Linked DNA regions of Mus musculus: regions 1 and 2 are each linked to region 3. The links are chromatin contacts, called in public Hi-C and promoter capture Hi-C maps. All regions are on one chromosome and are shown on one strand. The core of a region is the stretch at or near the end of the contact, and the rest is flanking DNA. Distances in the headings are between cores, read along the strand shown.

The links. Promoter capture Hi-C pulls out the DNA fragments that hold promoters and counts their contacts. A called contact is a pair of places that touch in the nucleus more often than the background predicts.
Region 1: a promoter capture Hi-C map of hippocampal neurons shows a contact between it and region 3, with 2.2 times the contacts expected there. The contact joins the promoter of Mcu here to the enhancer-like site in region 3. A contact is called at or near these places in 2 of 39 promoter capture datasets (3T3-L1-derived adipocytes and hippocampal neurons), 1 of 15 datasets of contacts at CTCF or cohesin (the NIH/3T3 cell line), 4 of 484 Hi-C or Micro-C datasets (cerebellar granule neurons, embryonic stem cells, forebrain and 1 more), 5 of 115 datasets of contacts at active chromatin or transcription factors (embryonic stem cells, intestinal crypt epithelium, intestinal villus epithelium and 1 more) and 1 of 9 other capture datasets (adipose tissue).
Region 2: a contact with region 3 is called in a Hi-C map of pre-megakaryocyte-erythroid progenitors, with 2.6 times the contacts expected there. The contact joins the promoter of Micu1 here to the enhancer-like site in region 3. A contact is called at or near these places in 5 of 39 promoter capture datasets (the 3T3-L1 cell line, 3T3-L1-derived adipocytes, the HPC-7 cell line and 2 more), 1 of 15 datasets of contacts at CTCF or cohesin (the NIH/3T3 cell line), 7 of 484 Hi-C or Micro-C datasets (the C2C12 cell line, the G1E-ER4 cell line, cortical neurons and 4 more), 5 of 115 datasets of contacts at active chromatin or transcription factors (the HPC-7 cell line, embryonic stem cells, intestinal villus epithelium and 1 more) and 2 of 9 other capture datasets (adipose tissue and pancreatic islet).

The regions. Positions count from the first base shown.
Region 1 is chr10:59,615,077-59,618,756 of GRCm38.p6, forward strand. It overlaps Mcu (mitochondrial calcium uniporter), which reads right to left and starts at 1,616. Exons shown (of 8, transcript NM_001033259.4): 1 at 1,448-1,616. The coding sequence starts at 1,594.
Region 2 is chr10:59,700,871-59,704,517 of GRCm38.p6, forward strand. Micu1 (mitochondrial calcium uptake 1) reads left to right here and starts at 1,693. Exons shown (of 12, transcript NM_144822.3): 1 at 1,693-1,817.
Region 3 is chr10:59,664,598-59,668,289 of GRCm38.p6, forward strand. It overlaps Gm40672 (a long non-coding RNA gene), which reads right to left. Exons shown (of 3, transcript XR_871746.1): 3 at 1-121. Among named protein-coding and RNA genes, the nearest start is that of Gm40672, 21 kb to the right of the region's middle. Within about 2 kb of position 1,509, at least 29 of the 459 cell types and tissues checked have an H3K27ac peak or open chromatin away from gene starts, as enhancers often do. A contact at or near this core is called in the HPC-7 cell line, granulocyte-monocyte progenitors, hippocampal neurons and 1 more, where this site is marked.

The sequences.
Region 1 (3,680 bases), core at 366-2,865, 49 kb before region 3:
CTTCATTGGAAAACAAAGATAGCTCGGGAAATTTTCCAATAGTTCAGAGGGAAAAGACTGCCATCACATTTTGGGGGTGGCCTGTATGTCTTTCAGAGAACATAACTGGAGGCTATCATACATGCAAATCAGAATTGAACTATAGAAAAACTCGGCTCTCACCCAAAAGCTTTAGCAAAGCAATGTCAGTATGCCAAATATGAAAAAGTACAATCTTCTCACAAGAAGGAAGCTCAGGTCCATCACTACCACTAATAATAGCAATACTATCTTGTATTCTCAGCGCCTCGGTTCTTTTCATAGTGCGTTCCCACAATTTTATGCTACCACAGGTCTAGGGCTATCCTCTCTGCAAAGCTCTAGTCCTTTCCTCTTAGGAGACAGGGAAACAGAACAAGACAGATCATGATGCACGGGCTGAAGGCAGCACCTTCTCTATTGGGCCAGCTGCAGTGAGCCTTCTCATCACACTACACAAGTTCACCTTATGAAATTAAACCTACACTTGTTCTCTCAAGAGTTGGCCAGAGACCAACACATATGGGCCTCGAAAGTCCAAAGGAAGGGAACCTGCTGACCTGTTAGGTCAAGAACTCCATGCCAAGCTCAGGTACCATACCGCCAACACTACACATACACACGCCCCTGGGCTACTGACAGAATTCCTTCTTTGCCAAGCAATGAAACCCGGCAAGAACTGATTAATGGAATCACTAAATCTCTCCCTCTGTGAACAACTTGCCATGCCGCCTCTCTTGTGCCTGCTGCCCTTCCTTTGGGCACGCGTGCACAACCCTCGGAAGGGACCACCGGGATCTTTAAGAACCCGAGGGGATGGTGTTTGCCTCCTGAAGCAATGCAGCATCCACCTCGAGGAAGCAGAACACGCACAGGCAGGGGACCTGATCAGAGAAGGATAAAGTTTGATTTTCCTCCCTGCGTGTTCCTAGGGGGCCGGGAGAGGGCGAGGCAGCAGCCTCCTGGGGTCCCGGGGTGCTCTCCGGGGACAGTTCCCAGCAGCATGGCACTGCCACTCTCCTGACACACCGGCAACCGCGGCAACTCCGGACGCTCCAACCCGCCCAGAGGAGGTGAGAAGGGGACAACTTGCACCGGGCTCAGTTCGGGAGCATTGGAGCAAAGCTGTCAGAAACGACGGAAGGAGGGACCGAGCCCGGAGGCGGGTCAGGGAGAGGTTCAAGTCCCGTGCCTTCCCCGCCCTGGCGTCCCCAGTCCTGCGGGAACATCCCTGCTGTCGCCCCTCCTCCTCCTCTCCTGCCTCCCGCCCGCCCTGCCTTCTCCGCCGCCGCCGCAGGCGCTGAAGGACACGGCGGCTCGGTGGCCCGCCACCCCGGGGCGGCCGCGAGTTGAGGGAAGTCGCCGGGCGCCCCGGCCTGCCCGCGGCTCCCCACGCCGCCCCGCCCTCCCCGGAGCCGCGCTCGCTCACCGTCCGGTGCTGCTGGTGCGGCCGGTGGCGGCTGACGCCCAGCCCGGGAAAGCAGCCGGCAGTCAGCGCTCCGCAGCCGCCGGCGCCCCCGCCGCCGCCCCGGGAGCAGAGCAGCAGCAGGAGCGATCTACCTGCGGCGGCCGCCATCTCTCAACTGGAAACGGCGCTGGCCCAGGCAGCGCAGCGGACGGCAGGGGCGTGGCCAAGACCCGCCACTCAGCCTCACTAGGCCAATTGCAGTCCTGAGTCAAGCCTCTGAGGCGGGGCTTCCTGCAAAGTCCAATCAAAAGGCGGGAGAATCCCGGCTTCGGGCTGTCTGTCACTTCCAGAGTTACCTTACGGGCAAATTCTAGGGGACCGGTCTCTGGCGTTCGAGCCTCTGGGAATGGAGCAGTAAGGGATTGCCCGTTCGATTTGGCTAATCTTTACCAAGTGACTTGATAAGAGAGCTAGGGGAAATAGATACCTGTGCAGAGCTTGTTCCGAGTTGAGTTCTGAGTGTTCTAAGTTGTCTGCCTAAGCACCCAACTGGTCATTTTAAGGAGGTTGGCTACAACTCTCGACCGCATGTCTAAAGTTAGCATCCATAACAGATAGCATTTGGATGTGCCGAGACTAACCCTGAATTGTAAAGTTATCCAATGGCAGTGCTGTGTAGCATGGTATTAGGTAGAATGGTTGTAGCTTCAAACTCCCAGGATGAGTACCTGCCATTGGGCTGAATGAACAGAACGCTACACAATTGAAACATCTGATTCTTTTCCCCAGCACCCTTAGATCCGCATTCCTCTCTAAAAGCAACACTGTTCGTTACCATGTTTGACCTTGGTCTCCCTTTTAAAATAAACTACAAAAACAGAAGACGCCAGCAATGTAATAAAGCCATGTAAAGATGAACCAAGTTTCATAATTTTGCTAAGATAGCAAGTAGAACACAGTTGAGAATAACTTTTTTTTGCGGGGGGGTCGGGGATACGGGGGACTGTCATTATGTTGCCCAGCCTGACCGGCAATGCTCTATGTAGCCCAGGATGACCTCAAACTCACCTCCAACCTCACCATCCCCAGTGCTGGGGGTTATAGGTATGGACCATCACACCCAGCGTAGAATTACCCTTTTTGTTGTTGTTGTTGTTTTGTTGTAGTACTTCGGATTTTTGTTGAGATTAAGTCATACTACATCCTGAGGCTAGCCTTGAACTTATGATCGTCCTGCCTCAGCCTCCTGAGTGCTATGATCACAAGCATGAACCATCATGCCTGGCTTGGACTGACCTCACTCAACTTTCTCTTGAAAACACGACTTGCCACAGGACAAGGTTTCTCAACCGATGGGTCGCGACCCTTTGCGTCAAAAGTTTTTTTCACAAGAGTTTCCCAAGGCTATCCTAAAACACAGGTATTTACATTATGATTCAAAGCAGTGGTAAAATTACAGATATGAGATAGCAACAAAAACAGTGTTATGGTTTAAGGTCACCACAGTATGAGGAAATGTATTAAGGGGTCACAACATTAGGAGGGTTGAGAACCACTACACAAGAAACTAAGTTCCTAGCAATGGTTCGTTGAATGTGGTGTAACAAAGGAAACCTGCAGTTCCTCTACTTTCTTAGACTTCCGAGCTGTTTCTTATTAAGAGCCACTCAATTCTTTCAGCTCCTTTTTAAAATCCAAGTGGGGGAAGGTTTAGATTTTTAAAAATTCTAATAAACATCACTGTAGGCTATATAACCCTACATGAAGTTTTAAAAATTAAAATTTGTATTACTTGTTCTAATAATATTCTTTAAAGTTTGACTAGAATTTGCTTCCTTGGCCAACTTCTCAGTTAATTCTTTGGCCAGAAAAGTAAGATGGTGGGTTTCTCCTGGTGACCCCCAAAGAGCTTTAAGTTCCACAAGAGAAACCTGGGACCTGAGGAATGAGCTCCATCTCAACAGCTGAATGCAACAAGCCCCCATTTGGAATTCTTGGCATTGCTGGAACAACTTCAGTCACAACTGCCTTTTACCCATCTATAGTTACCAACACAGCATCTCAAGTATTTAGCCATACTGCACATTCCCTTCTCTCTGTCTCGCCTTTGGGTTTTAGATTGTTTTCTTCTTCTTCTTCTTCTTCTTCTTCTTCTTCTTCTTCTTCTTCTTCTTCTTCTTCTTCTTCTTCTTCTTCTTCCTCTCTTCCTCTTCCTCTTCCTCTTCCTCCTCCTCCTCCTCTTCCTTCTTCTTTG
Region 2 (3,647 bases), core at 443-2,942, 36 kb after region 3:
GGCATGGAGGGGAAAAAAAGACCCAAATCCATTTCTTTTCCCATTCAACACCTACATGGAAATCACATGGGACTATGAAGATCCAGATTTCTGAGCACCGTTCTAGTCCAGTGAGTGTATCTTAGGATCCAGGAATCTGTGTTATTTTACCCTGAGCCAGGCATAGTAGTGCATGCCCACAACCCCTGCACTTTGGAGGCCAAGGCAGGAGGATTACCATGAGTTTGAGAACAGCATGGGTACCCTAGCCTATATAAAAAGAACTGTCTCAAATAAAAACCTAAACCAAAAATCTCTCCAGTTAAGTGTGAGGCATTTGATTATCAACATGGCATGGGAACTACTGGTGTGGGGCAGGGGAGGGATACCTGGATATTTCTTCTTATATTTATTTACATATTATTATGTGTGTGAGTATGTGTGTGGGGTGACACATTTGCTATGGTACATGGATGGAGGTAAGGGAAAAATTTGCTATTTATGTAGCTGAGGACAACCTAAAGACAATTCCTGATCCTCCTGCCTCCGTCTCTACAGGGGTTATAGTCATATACCAACATGCCCAACTTAATCATTGTCTTCCTTGATCTTGATGGATTTTTATGTTTGGCTTGGTTTTTCAGACAGGATCTTATAGAGCCCACACTAGCCTCAAACTCACTATGTAACTAAGTATGGCTTTGAACTCCTGATCCTACTGCCTCTATCTCTCAGATTCTGGGATTACAGTTCTATGCCACCACATCTGGCTGAAAATTTTATTCAACAATTTATATATTGATGATTTTTTTTCTCTTTTCCTTATTCAAATAAAGAGTTAATTTATCCCGTGAGCCTCCAAAGTGTTCTATGGTATTTACGATGCAATGTGAAATTTACAAGTTTCAGAGATAACAAGATGTGTGTCCCAAGAGAAGACTTTTATTCGCTCTTTTCTCCTTCCCTTTTTTCATGTATGTATGTATGTATGTATGTATGTATGTATGTATGCATGCAGGTATGTGTGTTCCGCAGCATGGTTCTGAAGGTTAGGAGACAACTTGCATCAGTCAGTTCTCTCCTTCCACCATAAGTGTCCTGGGACTCAAATACGGGTTATCTGGTTTGGTAGTAAGAGCCCTTACCTGCTGAGCTCCTCTGTTTCATAATTTGACACAGGTCTAAGTAAACCACACTAGCCTCTAAGTTCCAAGTGTTGGGAGACTAGCGGGGACTTCCTGGAAGGAGTGAACGTGGAGAACTGGAGGTGGATAAGATTAAGATACATTATATCTTACGAAACTGTCAAAGAATAAATAAAAGATGTTCCTAAAATAAAACCAGTGTGAGCCTCTAGACTGGTGGGAAGAACCTCGTTATCAATTTCCCACTTACGGAAGAGCAGGGTTTAACTAGAAAGAGGCACAGGAGAGGTGGACTTTGACAGCAGAGAAACAAAATCAGCAATGGAATGCAGGAGGGATTTTGCAAATCTGCCGGCATTCCCGCCTAAACAGCGAGGGCGTGGCACCGACGTGTGGGCGGGGCTGAGGACAGGGCGGGCCCCCAGGCGAGGGCGGAGTCTTGACTCGGGGCGGGATCCGAAGTGTGGGCGGGCCCCAGAGAAGGGCGGGGTTGCCTCTCCGCCCCGCCCCATTTTCCCCAACTCGGTTCCTCCCTGCTACGTTTCATCAAGATCCCGGCAGGCCCAGCGGCTAAGGGAGTCACGTGAGAGTGGGCGGAGGACGCAGAGCGGGGCTCCCCGGCATTTGCGTCTCTATGGTTGTCAGAGGTGGGCGGCATTCTCCGAGTTGCTGCTAAAGCTGGAGCGCGGACGGGTGAGTGTGAGGAATCTGATCGCCTGGAGGCGAGTTTAGGGGAGGGGAAGTCGGCGCATTTTGGGGACGAGCCTTTCGTGTGGCTCTGAGATCCGGCCACTTTTCAGGTCCGCCAGGGACTGCTGCTGTCTTGGTGATGCTGTTGGTGATATGCTGAGGGGACTCTCGGTCCTCCGCTCCCTTCACCCTATCACCCCTTATCCCTGTCAGGGAGAACTTGTAGTGCCCGGCTTCTAGCCTCAGAGTGCATCCTCTCCACCTGCGGCCAGGACACACTAGTTCTCCCGGAATTCGTGGATGTGGTCAGAAGTAGATGGAGGAGTTTAGAGCTGTGACAGAAAGATAGATAAATACATGTATTGGGGATAGAGAAGATGGGGCGGGGGGATCATTGGCCTTTTAGAAAAGCAAAACAAACTGCAGACTTCTCGGACTGTTCCGTTTTTTATCCTCACCAGCAACTTCGCGTTCTCATTCTCCCTTTCTCTGTCTGTGCCCAGTCCCAGTCGGGGCTACCCACACGATGTTTCGAGAATGAGCCAGGTATTACTGATTATGTGGGATGCTAGAAGAAGAGTTTAAGGCGGACTGTGTTTTATAATAAGTTGTCACCTTTATAAATCCGAGGTTTTGTCTACAGTCCCTTTCAGGTGCTTGAAGTGCAAATATTTGTGCATGTAAATAAATAATTAAGATTAAATAATTTTCTTCCTGAGACATTTTGGAAAGACCTATTTTTTTCCCGCTTGTTTATAAATACATGTTTTGATCCACTTCTGGGATGACTCCCTTAATAAACCTCTGTTTACTTTAAAGCAGTCAGTAGGGTCAGACAGGGAGGTGATTTAACAGCATTAGAAAGGAGTGTGTGCTGGAGATGAAACACATCTGTTGGGGAGTTTAGGTTTCACTGATTGTCAGCCTTTGAGACATAACAAACAGTTGGCGGACTCGACCATCCTGAATGTTTGCCGGTGTGGACAATGTGATGCTTGTTTAGAATCTTATCCTAAAGAGTTTAGAATGCCACTTATCCGGGAAGATGTTCTGGCCACCAGTTACTTTGTTTTGTTTGAATTCTTTTTTGTTCTGTTTTTTTTTTTTGAGGTAGGTTCCCCACCCCCATCACTAGGTTTGGCCTTAAAGTCTGAATCTTTCTGTCTCTGCCAACTGAATGGTGGGTGGGATTACAGGCCTGCCCAGACCTTACAGACTTCAATGGGTTCGGTCCCCACTTCTCATCAATCTTTGATTCTGTTTTGCTTAAAGACATCACCCTGGCTACCTACTGATGCCAAGAAAGAGTCATCAACACCTAAGTATCCGCACAGGGGTCATAACATTCAAAATAATATTAGCAGAAAGTGAAGATTCTGGAATGGCTGGTGTGCCTGGAGAGAATGATAGGAGCCAATGATAAAGCCAATTCTGGTAAAAGCAAGAGCATCACTGCCTTTATTATAGTTTCATGGAGTGGTTACTGTATTCAGTAAATCCATCCATCCATCTGTCCGTCTGTCTGTCCATCCACCCATCTATTGATACAGTGTTTCACTGTGTTGCCCAAGCTGGCCTTGAACTCCTAGGTATAAACACCCTGCCTCAGGCTCTGTAACTTGCTTTCTTATGCTTAGAGGAAAAAAAAACTAATAATACATAATTCCTCATGTAATTGAATATCACATGAAATAATTATAACCGTTATATTTAACTGAACAACTACTTTAGACCTTTGTAGTCATTTTAAAGACTCAAGTAATTAATGATGCTCTCCCCGCCAACCCCCACAGTTGGCTGAATATTTAATGGCAGTCTTCTGCCTCAGGCTCC
Region 3 (3,692 bases), core at 259-2,758:
GTGTCCTCATGGGCTTGCTGGAGAGTCTCTTCACATTCCCTCTGGGTTATAGCTCCCATTCCCTGTAACTCTGCTTCCTGGCTTAGCTCATTCGTGGGTGGATGTATCCCTCCAGGAGGCCCTGCAGGAAAGGACACATAGGAGGCAGTTATATGCCTATCATCTAATCATTCTGTTGGAACAGTATTTCGTTATACCTGGCTGATGATTTTATGTTTGTTATATTAGTTAATAACTTCTTCCCAGTGTTCTCATGGCCCTTCTCAACAAAACAAAACAAAAGAAACCTCAGTAAAAGCCTTCTTAAGTTCTGTGGGATTGTTTATGAGCAACTGGTCCTGTCCATCAAGTCTGTGCATCAGCCTCTCCCTGCCCCCTGCCAGGACATAATACCACGCCTAGAACATAGCCATAGGGAGCTAATATATCTTCAGCTCCTGGGTACTTTTCCCTTTGTAAAAATTTATGTTAGACTAGGTTATTTAAGGCCATGACCACACACATATACTGTATACTTAGAAAATATTCCTCCCCTGACTGCCTTTCCCCTTATCCCTTTTCCTCCTCCCTCTAGTCCTTTTGTTTATTAGGGGTTTGTTTCTATTTTCATGTTCTATCTGTCTGTCTGTCAGTCTGTCTCTGCCTCTTTCTTTCTGTCTCTCTGTTTGTGTCTCTGTCTGTCTGTGTGCCTACCTGTTCTCTCTCTCTCTCTCTCTCTCTCTCTCTCTCTCTCTCTCTCTCTCTCTGTGTGTCTATATGTCACTGTGTCTGTCTCTCTCTGTGTCTCTCTCCCTTTCTGTCTCTGTGTATCAATCTCTGTCTGTGTGTCTGTCTCTCTCTCTCTCTCTTTCTGTCTTTCTGTCTCTCTGTATCGTTGTGTGTGTGTGTGTGTGTGTGTGTGCACGTAGTTGTATGTATCTATAAAGCCTAGGCCCCACAAATGAGAGAAAACGTTCATTATTTGTCTTCTGACACTGACGTCACTTCATGTCTATCTCTACTTTCATTTATTTTCTTGCAAATGTCATAACTTTACTTTTTATGGATGGAAATATCCATTACGTATACACCGCACACTTTCTCCATCCCTCTGCTGCTGGGCACATGGGTGAGTTCCCTAATTCAGCTAGTGTGAACTGTGCTGCAGTCCTCAATGGCTGTGCAGATAGACTTAGGCTCTTAATACAAATTAGCTGAAGAAATGAAAGCAAAGCGTGAGAAAGCTGGGGACATCTACAACGGTTCCCGCTCCAAGGGTTTCCTCGGCTCCTAGTCACAGCAAGGGTACACATGCACACTTGCAGGCACACGTGCTTCCCTTTATTGTAAGTAATGACAACCAGAAAGACACACATACTCAGGCAGCTTGACAGACCTGACCCCAAGGTAATCAGAAGCTGGCTGATATGTGATTCCCCACAAAGGAGGCATTGCTATTGTCTTTGCTGACTGGAGCTCAGCATTCGTACATAGTAACTGTCGTATTAGTCAAGGATACCGACAGGAAACAGATGGCTCACTCAAAATAGGATAACTTGAGGAGAGACCATTTATAAGCTGCAGGGGAACCACAAATGATGGGGAAGCAGTTCGGGGCTCCACACATGAAAAGCTGTTGCCACTACCCCAGGTCTGAAGGGAGAGCTTACACATATATATGGCCAGTCTTGAGAAGGACAATGGCCACTGCTCACAGCCACCTGACCACCAGCAGGGCCACGCCCAATGAGGGAAGCCTCAGTCCAGATCATAGTGTTCCATTTTAAATGGCTGGTACTAATGTGGAATCTAGTGTGGGGATCAAGCATGGGACTCTGTAACAAAGCTGGCACACTCTCAAATCTAACCTCCACGGCATGCCTTTCTAAAAAAAAAAATCACTTTTTTTTTTCCTATTTTACTAGGAAATGACTACTAATAAACAGCAGGATTTGGGGGTTTGGGTTTGTTTTGTTTTACAGTGTGTGTGTGTGTGTGTGTGTGTGTGTGTGTGTGTGTGCATGCACACATGGGTACATGCATGTGTGGCACAGTGTTCATGAGTGTGTGAGTATGTGTGTCATGGTGCACATGTGTGTTCACATGTGTAAGTATGTGCACACACGTGTGTCACCATGTATATGTGTGCACATAAATGTGTGCCACAGTGTGCATGTGCATATGTGTATGTATGTATATGCATATGTGTTCCATGATAAGCATGAGAGTGTACATTCTTACACATGTATGCCCAATGTGCACAGAGAGATCAGAAAACGATTTGTGGGCATCTCTTCCTTCCTTCCAGCACACAGGTTCTGGGATCAAACTCGGGTTGTCTGGCTTGGCAGTCTGTGTGTTTCTCACCTGCTAAGCAACCTTACCGGTCTCCTTCCTTTTGGTTTTGGTTTGGTTTGGTTTTTTAGTCTGGCCTGGAACTTGTTATGCAGTATAGCCCAGCCTTGAATTCTAAGTCCCTCTCTCTGCCTTCTCCTCTGAGTGCTGAGATTACAGATGTGAACCACTGTTCTTTTAAAATTTGTTACCCCATAGAAGGCCTGTTTGCCAAGCTGACTCAATTAAATAAGAATAGTAGGAGTTTGCTAGGTTATTTTGGTTTTGTATGCTTGTTTTATTTTGTGAGGCAAGTTCTTGCTGTGTAGGCTCAGTCCTCAAATGTCTAATTCTCTTGTCTTAGCCTCTTGAGTGTGGGAATTACAGGCATATGTGACCACTCCAGGTGTCTGTTGTTTTGGATTTTTTTTTTTTTTTTGAGATAGAGTTTCACTATCTCTATATTTGAGTCTGGTCTTCAATCTACAATCCCCCTGACTCAACCTTTTGAGGCAAGTGAGGTGAAGTCTGGTTTAGGTTCTGCTAAGAGGAAGTAAAACCCAGCCTTCACTTGGGGATACAAAGGTTGGACCTGTTCCCAGGGAGAAGGGAGTGCCAAGTGCCTGACTAAACAGCATGCCCTCCCGTCAGACACCCCAGGCCAGGGCTCAAGCTAGGATTCCATTCCTCAAGGAGGAAATCAGAATGCAAATCAGCAACCGAGGTAAAATGTACAGGCTGGTCAAACAGTGAGAGCCAGGGGGAAAGCGCAGCATCCACAAGCGAGCGTGCACACAGGATCTGTTTGTCAGAGCAAGGCTGATCTCACACGGGTGCTGATGAACAGCTATTTCTAGCATGCTATTGGAATAACCCATGGTGTGGGTAGAATACAATATTTGGTACTATTAAACTCAGAATAGTTTACAGAGCAAACCAGAGCAAGAAAAAAAATGAGCTGCTTATTTTTTCTTACCTTTTAAAAATCACCCTTTCTGATAAATTTGCTGTATGTGTGTGTGTTGGGGGGGGGGTTGTTTAGCCTCTTACTATGTAGCCCAGCCTGATCTCAAACTCACGTCCAGCATCCCAAGTGCTGGGATTACAGACATGTGCCACCATGCTCAGATAACTGTAAAGCTTTAAGTACTTGAACTAAAATAAGCGCGACACAGGTGACAGTACAGTATCTGCCCTGGTTTTCTCAGCATCTCCTCTTTAATGCCTTAGGTTATTTCTCATTGGTCTGCATAATAACTTTAAAAGTAAATATAATTGAACTGTACAAATAAGGGACAAGGTGTTTAGTGTAACAAAGAAACTAACATATAACTTTAGGGTTTGATACAAACTTTCTGGGCTCCAAGACAGGTACGACC